4 separate regions of the Mus musculus genome follow, and regions 2, 3 and 4 are each linked to region 1. The links are chromatin contacts, called in public Hi-C and HiCAR-type maps. All regions are on one chromosome and are shown on one strand. Each heading gives the region's core, a stretch centred on a gene start, on an enhancer-like site or on the middle of the called end of the contact. The rest is flanking DNA. Distances are from core to core; before and after follow the strand shown. Region 1 has its middle 40 kb from the start of Rragc. Region 2 overlaps Gm2164 (predicted gene 2164). Region 3 holds the start of 1700057H15Rik (RIKEN cDNA 1700057H15 gene). Region 4 has its middle 20 kb from the start of 1700057H15Rik.

Region 1 (2,722 bases), core at 77-2,576:
ATTGGCTTCTCTAGGACACACATTTCCTCAATAGTGTGATGTATGGATTTACTAGTGACCATGAACTGTTTCCTTGGTAATATGGAGGTTCACCACGTGTGACTCTCCAAACCACATGGAGGGCGCATGCTTATAATCATGGCACTTCAAGACTTAGGGGGATTGTGAGTGGATTCCGGGCCAGCCTGGACTGCATCTTCTATCAAGAAGATGTCTCCATCAGGAGACAGGGGTCTTGGCCATTTTGTCATTTGGATCTTACATTCAAAAGCACGTTAGAAGAAGGGTCTGTGTTAACCAGAGACTTGCCATTTTCCATGAAATCATGTCAAAGAAGTCTGGGGAAGAGAAGTTTGCTAACACAAGCAAAGTCATCCGTGTGCCTCTGTGGAGCGTGCCCTAGCCTTAGCACCCACGCCTCTGCAGATGGCTCCGAGCCTGGGGCTGCCTGCTCTGAGTACCTTGTGCTGAATGGGGAGGGGGAAATGAAGCCATCTTTGCTGTTCCTGTCAGCCGGGCTGGCTGGACTACAGTCTTCTGGCCTCTTTCTTTACCCCCTGGCCCTCAGCTTATCTAGCACACCCTGTCACCGGGCAGCCCAGTGGCAGCCGCAGATGCGAATTTGTGCTCCCCGAATGGCTTTCAAGCATTTATTCACTTATTTAAAGCTCACCATTTAAAGAAATGCCTTAGCACAGGTAGGGCAGCCAACACTTACAGAGAGGTCGGTGAAGGTTCCCAGAGTCCTCATGGAACCAAGCCAGAAGGAAAAGACCAAGTAGGGGAAGCCCTTGCTGAGCCTAAGGAGGCGCCGCGGGGAGGCCCGCCTTCCTGGAAAGCCAGGCTTGGAATTGTCTTCAAAAGCTGCAACGCAGCCCCCGGAGTTTGAGCAGGAATAAATCATTAGCATTTTATTTACAGTTCTGGGTTTACAATTCCTAGAAAATGATCCTGCTGTTCAGAGCGGATCTCTGCTTTCCGGGCTTCCACTGCATCTCCTTCCATCTTCCTTGTTTGGGGGACCAGATTGGCTCTTTGCTTGGATAAGAGTGTGGGACAATGGTCTGGAGAAGGAGGGGGCAACGACCGTGAGTCCCGCATTTTCCGACACTCGAATGAAGAGGTTCTATCCAGTTGGTTTACCAGGAAGTGAGGCTTAATCCAGAGAGGGTTGTTGGATGAGATCACACAGATCGAGCTGAATTTTGATCCCTGAGTCCTGCCTTCCAAATGAGCCAAGCGGGCGCAGACCCGGGAGCCTAGGGCTTTGGGCCGGACTCGAGTCCCCGACCCCACCCGCTGCGCCCGCTAGATGGCAGCCTCGGTCTCCGCCCGGGATTAGCCCGGGCGCGGTGACTGCACTAGCCAGTCTGGCTGGAGGCCCTGAGGATGGCTTCGTAGGAGGAGGCATTGGCACCCAAGACCTGGCTTGCAGGATGGCCAATAGAAGGGAGAGGCTGGCAGCTGTCTTGCAGCTAGGATAGATCATCGTCTTGGAGAGCTGTCCTAGGTGATCAGCTTGGGAAGTGACAGACGCAAGGACAGGGAGAGAGGGTGCCTTAGATCCAGGCTGACAGACAGGGGACTCTACTCCAGCAGGCTGACCCACTGCAGTTAGATTTAGTCCCTGTCTATGGTTGACACTTCCCAGTCATCTCAATTGCTTTTAGATTTGAGTGTTCGGTATTTCACATTATCCTGGCCTTCCTCTGAGCCAAAACGATGCCCCTCACAGGATCCACAATGCCCAATCCACAGCTACACCTTTGGATAGACAGAGATTGGAGCATCTCTGAGGCCACTGAGACTTGGGGTCCTGGGCCCAGCTACAACGGAAACAGACTGTGTATGCAGGGAACTCGGTGTTGTAGGAACCATGATCCTCCTAAGGAGGGAGAGAGTGGGACCCAGGGAGTTGGTTCTGTCCCTGGAGTGCATGACTTCATGAGTTCAATTTATTGATCTCGTTCTGTTAGGTTCAAAGTCTTACGGTCTCTGACTTCAAGGGCATTGCTGTTCCAGATCCACCTCCTGGTTGGATAAGATCCAAATAGTTCCCCTGGCTTCCTCTTCAGCCCAGTTCTCTGGCAGGAGGCAACTTTTCCCTTCTAAGAGAAGTAGGACTCAGCCTGGCCCTGGCTTCATCTACCTGCTGTCTTAGGTGGCAACAACAGAATTGTGATTCAGGTCCTGGACTTTGTCCTTGAACCCTGGAAGTGGGGATGTTCAGGTCTAGAGGGAAAAAAAGCTTGCTTTTGCTACAGTGGTTGGAATTTTCCAGAACTCTTGCTACTTCAGAACCTACTGGAAAGACTTTTCCACTTTATTATTTTTTAATTAAAAAATCTGCATTATTATTTATGTTGTGTACACAAGCTCTCGTGGACTCAGGTCGCCTCTCCCACTCACTGGTTTCCCTACTTTAAATCCCAAAGTCCTTCAAGAGTTTACTCACCTGAAGCTTTGATCCCAGGGTGTGTGGACCATTAGGCCTCAGGAGCAGAGTTGGGTGTCTGGGAACATGGGTGTCCTTGGGTAGGGGAGGGTCCCCAGGCCACATTTCCCCCTACAGGTCAAGCTAGAGGAGGCCAGCCGGGAAATGGAACTAGGAATGTCCCCTGATCTTCTCAGTCACCCTAAGGAAAACGGTCTGGCCTGCTGCTCAGCACAGGGAACTGTGGGAATTGCTATCCACCACATGGCCCTTGGTTAACATCACAAT
Region 2 (2,700 bases), core at 6-2,505, 640 kb after region 1:
GCCTCTCTCCTGGGCTCTTACTTTGACACCTACAGTCGATCTACTTGCACACACACACACACACATGCACGCACGCACACACAGGCACGTGCCTCAGCCTTCTCCCCCACCCCACCCCACCCCCGTACTGAAACACTCAACTCCTCCAGAATCATAGAGGTACACACGCAACTCAACTGGAGAGGCACATTCGCACATGCAAACATTCCCAGGCTTTCCTCAACACACACATTCACGCCCTTACACATACAGACACACACGCAAACACTTGAACATAGATGTAGGCATACAGACTCACTTAAGCTGTGCATAAATATTTACACACAAGACATACTCATGCGAGCACATCCTTGCTAGGACCAAATTTCTTGGAAATTTCTGGAGATTCTGACCCCTCTCTGCCAGGGCATCTGGTGCCTCTTTGGGGGAAGAGACAAAGAGACTAGGGAACATCCCTTTTTGTTATTGTTATTTTCTTTCTAGTTTTTTTTTTTTTTAACCGTTTCAAGGTCTCACATAGCCAGGGTGATCCTAAACTCACTATGTGGCTGAGATTACCTTGAACTTCTGCTCTTCCTACCTCTACCCCCCTCCCACTTGCTGGCATCACAGGTATGTCCCACTGTATCTAGTAGATAGAAAGGGAATCGGTGTGTCCCCCAGAAATAAGACTTCAGATCAGCATCCGGACCAGCTCTTCCTGAGAAAGCCAATGACCAGTAAATACCCTCGGCTCTTTGACCTCAATCCTGGAACAGAAAGGGGGGCAGGCAGGGATGGAAATGGGAGAAGCTAAGGTAGACTGATAGTACCTGGCCCAAGCATCATCGACTTGTGATTTCCTTGTCAACCTCAGAGGCCAGCGTGACCTAAAGGGATGTGAGCTGCTGCATCTTCAAGCATAGGGACACTGTGATTCTCAACGCAAAGGACCATCCACTGGCTTCTGGGGTCTGAGATCCGGGCAGTAGGCTCTGGGGCCTGGAGACACAGGGTCAGGACCCAGAGCCGCTGCCACTGTCCCCATTCCTGGGCACCACCTCTCCAAAGCCTTATCTCAAAGGCAAGCTAAATAGCTCTGTATTTGTAAATTAAATATAGCCGTACTTCAGCTTTCCAAAGAGCCGGGAAGGAGAGAAGGAGAAAGAAAGAGAGGAAGGGAAGAAAAGCTGCCGCCCTCAGGAAAGTCTGGCTGGTACAGATTGCCTGAGTCATGAATATTCATCTGGCGAATGAGGAGAGCGGGAGTTTGCATAACAGCTCCACCCACCCAACTGAAAGAAATGTCACCGCCTTTGCCAATAAAGTGCCAAAGGAAGCTGGTAGAGGCTGCCAGCCAGACGGTGCCAAACTGCTGACTTCCACTCCTAGTCGTGGAGAACGTACATTGTTTCCGGCCCAAGGAGCGCCACTCGGGGCTGAGGAATGGAGCTGGCTCCTGGGAAAGAACCAGGAAGCAAAGTTGAAAGTGGCACAAGCCACCCACAAGAAACCTAACGGCAAGAGAGGCCGCAGCCTGACTGTTTTTGGCTACCATCAAGGACCCTGGTGGGCCAGCATCCCAGCTTGCCTCAGCTGACAGTATCAGGGTATGGACTGCCTTAAAGAAACCTCAAAAGGGGTCTTCTCGAGTCTCTTGAGTCTTTGAGGGCTGGAAGGCAAGGAGATAGGACAAGTGTCACTTGGAGAAAGCGCACCCACCTTCTGTAGAAGGTTATATTCCAACTGTCAGGAATTTGTCTTTCTCCAGGTTCACAGTCATTTCCAGGGAGATATCTTTTTTCCTCACACCCATCCTTAAGACAGGAAGTTTCCCTGTCCTCTGACTGCTCCAGTCCCGAAAGGGACCTGGTTCCCAGAAGCTGTGCTTCCATGCTGACTGTGAGATTCCAGCCCAGGACAGGACTCAAATGACAATCCTCAAACCATTTCAATGGAACTGCTACTTCTATCCATCCCATCCTCACTCCTGCATCAGATCGGAGCCTCTACAGAGTCTCTGAATGGCGCTGGTTAAGTCTCCTGGGTCAAGAGCGTCCATCTCAGCCTGGCAGTTCAGTGTGGACCCACTGAGATCAAAGTCGGTCTCCTACCCCTAGATTCCCTCTTGAGAAGGCTAGGAGAGAAAATGCCACTCTGCGGGGCACCATCTGAGTGGCACCTCTGGGTGTCATTGCAAACACACTGCCCACTTGCCTGTCTGGCACAGCTGGCTCCCGACAGTGATCACCTGAACGAACAGGAAAACCGGAGCTCTGTACTCAGAGCTTTTCTCGGGGTACAGAAAAGCAAGTAGGACAGTGGGCGTTGCCAGCTGCTGCTCCCACAGTGTGGAATTTAGGCTGTGGATTCGGGGCTGGGTAAGGATATACACACGTGCACACCTTCACAGACTGCTCAGTTCGAGCATCTGAGGACTCTTAGGTAGAACACATAAAGACACACAAGCCAAGAGGGGGAGGCTGCAGGATCTGAGGGGAGAGTACCCACTCTGAGAAACCAGGAAGGCCCCTCCTAGGGCTCACGGGACCCCTGAGGCTTGTGCTAACACAAACCCAGAACTTAAGCTCGCTCAGCTGAGATTTGTCTCCGCTGTGCTTGGGGCTCCCAGGAGCCCGGATCCTTTACTGCTTCTGCCACAGTGAAAACATCTGCGGTAGGGTGCAGAGGCCTTCAGAGAACAGACCTAGAGTCTGCCTC
Region 3 (2,826 bases), core at 118-2,617, 530 kb after region 1:
GGCCAGGCTGAGAGGACAAATGAGTCCTGACATTCCCCTGGCTTCACCCATGGCAGACATCATTAATGGATCACAACATGATTCTGAGAACTTTGCTGGGCTTAGCTGGACCTGCCTGCCTTGAGAGCACAAAGTGGGTGATTAAGTCAGATGTGAAATGTGGGAGCACAGCATAACGCCAGGGGTGTGCAGCACCACTCTGCCTTACAAGGTCCCTGGCCTGCCCACATCCTGTCACTTGGTGGAGCTGGTGGTAGGAGGGGGGAGGATGTAAGAGAGGAACAAGAAGGTGAGGGACCGTTTCTAGAAAAGAACACCACCTGACAAAGGAGCAAGAAAGAGTGACCTCTCCCCCTCTGCTTGCAGCCAGGCTGGGCTGTTACCGGGGCTCCTGGAAGGCCAGTGGGCAAAGCCTCTACCAAAGATTCCCTGCTTCCTAAGCCTCAGTGCTGCTTGCCTCCGACAGGTCCTCCCATGCGCACGGGCACTGCGCATGACATCATACTCTTCAGTGCTGCTTGCCTCTGACAGGTCCTCCCATGCGCGCACGGGCACTGCGCATGACATCATACTCTTCAGTGCTGCTTGCCTCTGACAGGTCCTCCCATGCGCGCACGGGCACTGCGCATGACATCATACTCTTCACAGCTCCCTCCTCCAAACACCCAAGGCAGGTGACACAGTTGCACTCACTTTTCATGGGAAATGAAGCCATTTGTCAAATGTCCACATGTCCCGCTCCGCAGCTCAACCAGGGTTAAGCTCTGAAAGGGATTCAGCTACTCAGCCTCTTGACTCTGAGGTTCCCCGTTCCCAAAGTGCATCTTGCCCTTTTGCCTCCATGGCTGCTAGCAGTCCCCTGGAATAAAAACTAGATGGTGTGTGTGTGTGTGTTTGTGGATGTGTGATTGTGTCTCTGTGTGTCTGTGTACAAGTGACTGTGTGTGCGTGTGTGTGTGTCTGTGCATGAAGGACTGTGTGTTTATGTGTGTGCATGTGTGTCTGTCTGTGTGTGTGTGTTTGTGTGTGTGTGTGTGTGTGTGTGTGTGTGTGTGTGTGTGTGTAGGAGGGATGTGTAGGGGTGGGTAGCCGTGCAAGCTGGGGACTGGGCAGAAGTCCTAAAGATTCACAACAGCTTATATAGATGAAAATAAACTACTCTAAAACAAACAAAAAAAAGTACAAAAACTAAATAGTGTGTGCCTGCACGCACCTCACTCCCTCCCCAGACACCAACCTGATTTCTGCCCTCCCATCCCTCTGGCCTCTGCCCTCCAACCCCCAAACACCCTTCAGAAATGCCTAGGAGAAGGGAGGGGCAGGAGGCTCCCTCACCTCAGGGTCTTCTGCAGTGGGAGCCTCCTCTCCTCTTTTTCTGAGGACAGAGCGGTTTTCCTTGTGCTCTATGTAAATGAGCTGTTTGTGAATGTGCATCTGTAATGGAGGAGCTGTCAGGTTGGGCTGGGGGGTTGGCTGCGACGGAGGAGGACAATAGATTCTGTGCTCAGAGGTCAGGCGTGGGGGGAGGGGACTGCTGGCTCCGGAGACTGGGGAGAAGGAGCCAGATGCAGGGGTCGGGGACAACATGCAGGGATGAGGCCCAGGCTCCAGTCTTGCTGAGACCTGGGGCCTCAGGCAGGGAGGTGGTAAAGAGCCGGGAGCCTGTGGTGACAGCTGGGCTGGGGAGGGTGCCATGTGCCAGGGTGAGGAGGAGAAGCCCGGGGCACTGGGGCAGCTGGGGCACACCCTGGGTGCCAGGAAGAAGCTGTAAGGCAGCCTAGGAGCTGCTGCTTTGGAAATCAGGAAAGACTCCTGTAAGGGACCCGTTTACCCCGTGCAGGGCCTCTATGCAGGATGGGACCCACTCTGGTCTCACAAAGCACCAAGCTCAGAGCAGCATACAAGCTATTCAATCAGCGGTAGTGCTGCAATCTAAGAATCCAACGATAAGCCCAAAGAAAACCTTCATTTAGCCTAAGGAGAAACTGGGGTGTGGATGACAATGACAAGGCCCTAGAGTATGATCAGAACCCCATGGTGGCGGTGGCGAGGAACAGCAGGGCTCCTTGAGGGGCCTCTGAAGACCAGCTTCACCCCAAATCCACAGGTTCTAAGGCAACCTCACTGGCCCTGAAGCCTGATGCCCTGGAACTTCTGTGAGGAGCACAAGGGAACCTCAAGAACTCTCTGGTCTCCTCAGTACAGGTTCGGGCCCGGGGCTTGTGTGGCAGCCACAGGTCACTCAGTTCAGATTTGTGAAGTGCAGCCTCTGGCCGCTACTTGGAAGAGACAGGCAAGAAGCAGCGGAACCCAAACACAGGCTGTCAGGACAGCAAGTGAGGCAAAGGGAAAGAGCGTTGTGCAGGTGGAAACAGAAATGAATGGACCTTTTTAAAGGTATCCCTCTTGAGATGAAAGAGATGGATGCTCAGCTGTGTAAAGGAAGAATATTACAAGCAGAGAGAGAAGCAGGTCTGGAGCTCTGGTGAGACGGCCTGAGCATCCTTAGGTCAGGCAGAAGTTTTCCAGTCTTTGCTGGACTGACACAGTTGAGCTTCTGCATGCCAGAAGCTCATGGTCACGCAAGCTTCCCTGGAGTCAGTGGCTTCGTGTTCTTGTCTCAAAGAGTATAATTCTAGAACAGGAGGGTGAATTGATAAAGGGTTTTATTATACAGCTGTAGGTGGGAGCTTGTGTGTTAAGACGCAAGCTCCTGGAAGTAAGGTACCATCAAGGGTCCCCACCTTAGGGTTAGTGAGGCTTTGCTGAATGGAGGCACGGTGAGCTTGGAGAATGAGCTAGTTGGTCGCGTCACCCTTCCACAAG
Region 4 (2,700 bases), core at 99-2,598, 550 kb after region 1:
TTGGCTTAATGAGTAGCTTATACAAGGAATCCTGCACAATGACAGGCATGCAGCAGGTGCACAATATGTGTGTGTGTTAGATTTAACTCTGAAAAAAAAATCTAGTTCTCTCCTTAAAAACACATCACACAGGCATCAGGGACCCTCAGTGACAGGACAGGTGGGATCTGGGCTCTTACAGACTGTTGTTCAGGTCAAGGAAACACACAATGAGCAGATAATCAAATAATTAGTGCATAAGAAGAGGCAGGCAGTGCTGTGTGTGATGAGAAGAAAAACCCAGTAGAGAATGGGAGACAGCAAGCATCTTCCCAGGAAGATGTCTCATGGGAGGTGACCTTTTAGCAAAGAACTGGTCTAGCCTAGGGAAATGGGTCCACAGGCTCACAACGGGATAAGGTCAAAGTTGCTAAAGTTCTGTGTCCAGATTTAACGGGAGCCTGCTGTGACAGTTGTATAAACCTTAGGACCCAGTCCACCTAGTGCCACGGCCAATGGTTTGTGTCCCTTGGCACAGCTTATATGAGAGGGGATAAAAAAATCCAGATATCTGTGATGGTAGAACACAGAAGGTTTGAATAAGGGAACTCGGTTCATGAGCATGCACCTCTGTGTGTGTGTGAGTGTGCATGTGTGTGTGTGTGTGTGTGTGTGTGTGTGTGTGTGTGTGTATGTATGTGTGCGCACACGCACACAAGTGTAGACACGGGACTATGTATCTGCAGCACCAGGGGAATGAGGTGTTGGTAATGGAGGAGAGAGTCAGGACAGTGTTATTTGTGTGTGCCTCTAAAGCCCAGGGGACTGACCTCTGTGTGGGCAGTGAGGTAGAAGACCAGTTAGCCACAAGCAAAGTTGAGCAAATGAAAACTGAATGTCCTTTTTCCCAGCTGTGCCTCTGCTCCCCGCCCCTCTGGATCCCAAATGTCCATGTTTATCCCTACTTCACAAACTGCCTGACAGCAAGTACAATGTTGTTTCAGTCTCTAAGGGTTGCCTAGGTGCCAGGGTCTGGCCACTTCTCCATCCTCAGGTCACTGCATGCAACTTTGTAAGGTGGAGATTCTCTGGTTTTGCAGGTGGGAGCCATGGCTCACCGTGGGCCCAGCTTTCAGAGCAGTCTCCCTCTCACCCCAGGCTGCTGCTCACTGGCACAGCTGAGATTCTCCCCCTGCCTAAGCCGTGCCTCCCACGTGGTCAGCAGTAGGGCTCCTCCAAGGCTCCAGACACAGTCATGCAGTTATGGGGATTGATAACCAAATCCCAGCATCCTCTAACCCCCTCCCTACTGGCCTGTGCCCACCCTCCGGATGCAGCAGGAGCCAGGCTGGGCACTAATTTACACTTGTTTAACTACAGCTGCCGCCCACCAGCCATGTGTCTATCCACCATTTATTGCGCTTTCCAAAGCCCTGCCCGGCACTCAGGGGCATTTCCTGCCTGCACTAATGGAGGAGAATAGACGCATTATATGTGAATAATGGATTATGATGATACAATTTGGGTCTCTTAGCTCTCACCGAACCTAGGCTGGCCTTGCATTATTGATAACTTACACACACCTTCCCAAGCGTGTTTATGTAAATATTTAATAGGGAAAGCAAGTTAACCCATTGGTTTCAGCCTTTTCTAGAGCACTGGGGTTTAAAGGCTACGAGGGTTTACTGGGGGACCCTGGGCAGATGGAGACTGTGAGTTTGATCCCTTTGGGAAAACCAGGAAATTCCTAGGGCATTTATGTGGCTGAGATTTTCCAAGAATGGAAAGCGAAGCATGGGTCAGCCCAGCCACGAAAGACATGCCTCTGGTCTAAAATGCTGCCATGAGGGACATCTAATGCTGGACCACAGCCAGGGCAAGTCCTACCACCAAATAAATCAAGCCACTGCCTCCGACATACGTTACATGGCTGGTTTCCTGGCTTTTCACTCGGGCTCCACGTTTCACACTCCATTTCCTGATGGAAGGCAGTGCTTTATAGACCTTCCCCTACCACTTGCTGGACAGCGAGCTCCTTAATCTCTCTGAACATTGGTTGTCACATCTGTAAAATGGGGAAAGAGTGTGCTTGCCTCCAGGATGCTCAGGGGTTTGTCCAATGACACCTCGCCAATATATTGTGTATCTGAAGGAATCAGGGCAGAGGCCGACGTTCAGTGAAGTCTGCGTACCACCCATTATCACATAGCTGCAATCGTCTGTGAGAGGTCTGTGTTTTCCCCCAAGGTCTTCATGCCATGGCACACATTAATTGGTAGTGTTTCTTAGCAGTGTGGAAAATACCTGTGCTTTCTATACTCAATCAAACACTATAGTTATTTTGCTAATATTGTTTCTGGCAATTAAATTACTTCGGCCCCTCTGGGGAGTCACCAGAGTGGGGCATATGCCACATCCGATTGTGCTGAAGGGAGAGGGTCAGGAAGAATTAGGAAACCCGTGGCGGACTCCCTCTGAAGCCCCCTAGATTCCTGCTTTCTCTTTGGCTTATGTTTCCTACCTCTCCCTCCCAAACTGTTTCTGACCAGCTGTCCTTTATAGAGCATGCGTCCTTTTACTGCCAAGCCTTCAGACAGGTATACTCCTCTGCCGAAGCTCCCCTTTCCTCTATCTTCCTGGGAGCCCCAAACCTTTCAGTATATGGTTGAAGCATCATCTCCACCACCAAGTGTTCCCTGCCTCTCTCAATTGGAATCATTT

The links. Hi-C and Micro-C count contacts between places; a contact is called where the count stands out from the background. HiCAR-type assays count read pairs that join an accessible place to other places.
Region 2: a Hi-C map of cerebral cortex shows a contact between it and region 1, with 4 times the contacts expected there. The contact joins two enhancer-like sites. A contact is called at or near these places in 6 of 484 Hi-C or Micro-C datasets (the G1E-ER4 cell line, bone marrow-derived macrophages, cerebral cortex and 3 more), 9 of 115 datasets of contacts at active chromatin or transcription factors (bone marrow-derived macrophages, craniofacial prominence, embryonic basal ganglia and 6 more) and 1 of 9 other capture datasets (embryonic stem cells).
Region 3: a contact with region 1 is called in a HiCAR-type map of neural stem cells, with 6 times the contacts expected there. The contact joins the promoter of 1700057H15Rik here to the enhancer-like site in region 1. A contact is called at or near these places in 2 of 39 promoter capture datasets (the 3T3-L1 cell line and hippocampal neurons), 1 of 484 Hi-C or Micro-C datasets (nephron progenitors), 8 of 115 datasets of contacts at active chromatin or transcription factors (differentiating embryonic stem cells, embryonic basal ganglia, embryonic forebrain and 5 more) and 3 of 9 other capture datasets (embryonic stem cells, embryonic tail and embryonic trunk).
Region 4: a contact with region 1 is called in a HiCAR-type map of neural stem cells, with 5 times the contacts expected there. The contact joins two enhancer-like sites. A contact is called at or near these places in 1 of 15 datasets of contacts at CTCF or cohesin (the NIH/3T3 cell line), 3 of 484 Hi-C or Micro-C datasets (nephron progenitors, neural progenitor cells and uterus), 7 of 115 datasets of contacts at active chromatin or transcription factors (astrocytes, embryonic basal ganglia, embryonic forebrain and 4 more) and 1 of 9 other capture datasets (embryonic stem cells).

Annotation. Positions count from the first base shown.
Region 1 is chr4:123,956,060-123,958,781 of GRCm38.p6, forward strand. No RefSeq gene overlaps it. Among named protein-coding and RNA genes, the nearest start is that of Rragc, 40 kb to the left of the region's middle. Within about 2 kb of position 1,327, at least 19 of the 459 cell types and tissues checked have an H3K27ac peak or open chromatin away from gene starts, as enhancers often do. A contact at or near this core is called in cerebral cortex, cortical neurons, differentiating embryonic stem cells and 2 more, where this site is marked.
Region 2 is chr4:124,593,831-124,596,530 of GRCm38.p6, forward strand. The region is part of intron 1 of Gm2164 (predicted gene 2164); the gene reads right to left. Among named protein-coding and RNA genes, the nearest start is that of 4933407E24Rik, 26 kb to the left of the region's middle. Within about 2 kb of position 1,256, at least 48 of the 459 cell types and tissues checked have an H3K27ac peak or open chromatin away from gene starts, as enhancers often do. A contact at or near this core is called in cerebral cortex and cortical neurons, where this site is marked.
Region 3 is chr4:124,484,592-124,487,417 of GRCm38.p6, forward strand. It overlaps 1700057H15Rik (RIKEN cDNA 1700057H15 gene), which reads right to left and starts at 1,368. Exons shown (of 4, transcript NR_040774.1): 1 at 1,336-1,368.
Region 4 is chr4:124,505,038-124,507,737 of GRCm38.p6, forward strand. No RefSeq gene overlaps it. Among named protein-coding and RNA genes, the nearest start is that of 1700057H15Rik, 20 kb to the left of the region's middle. Within about 2 kb of position 1,349, at least 9 of the 459 cell types and tissues checked have an H3K27ac peak or open chromatin away from gene starts, as enhancers often do. A contact at or near this core is called in neural stem cells, where this site is marked.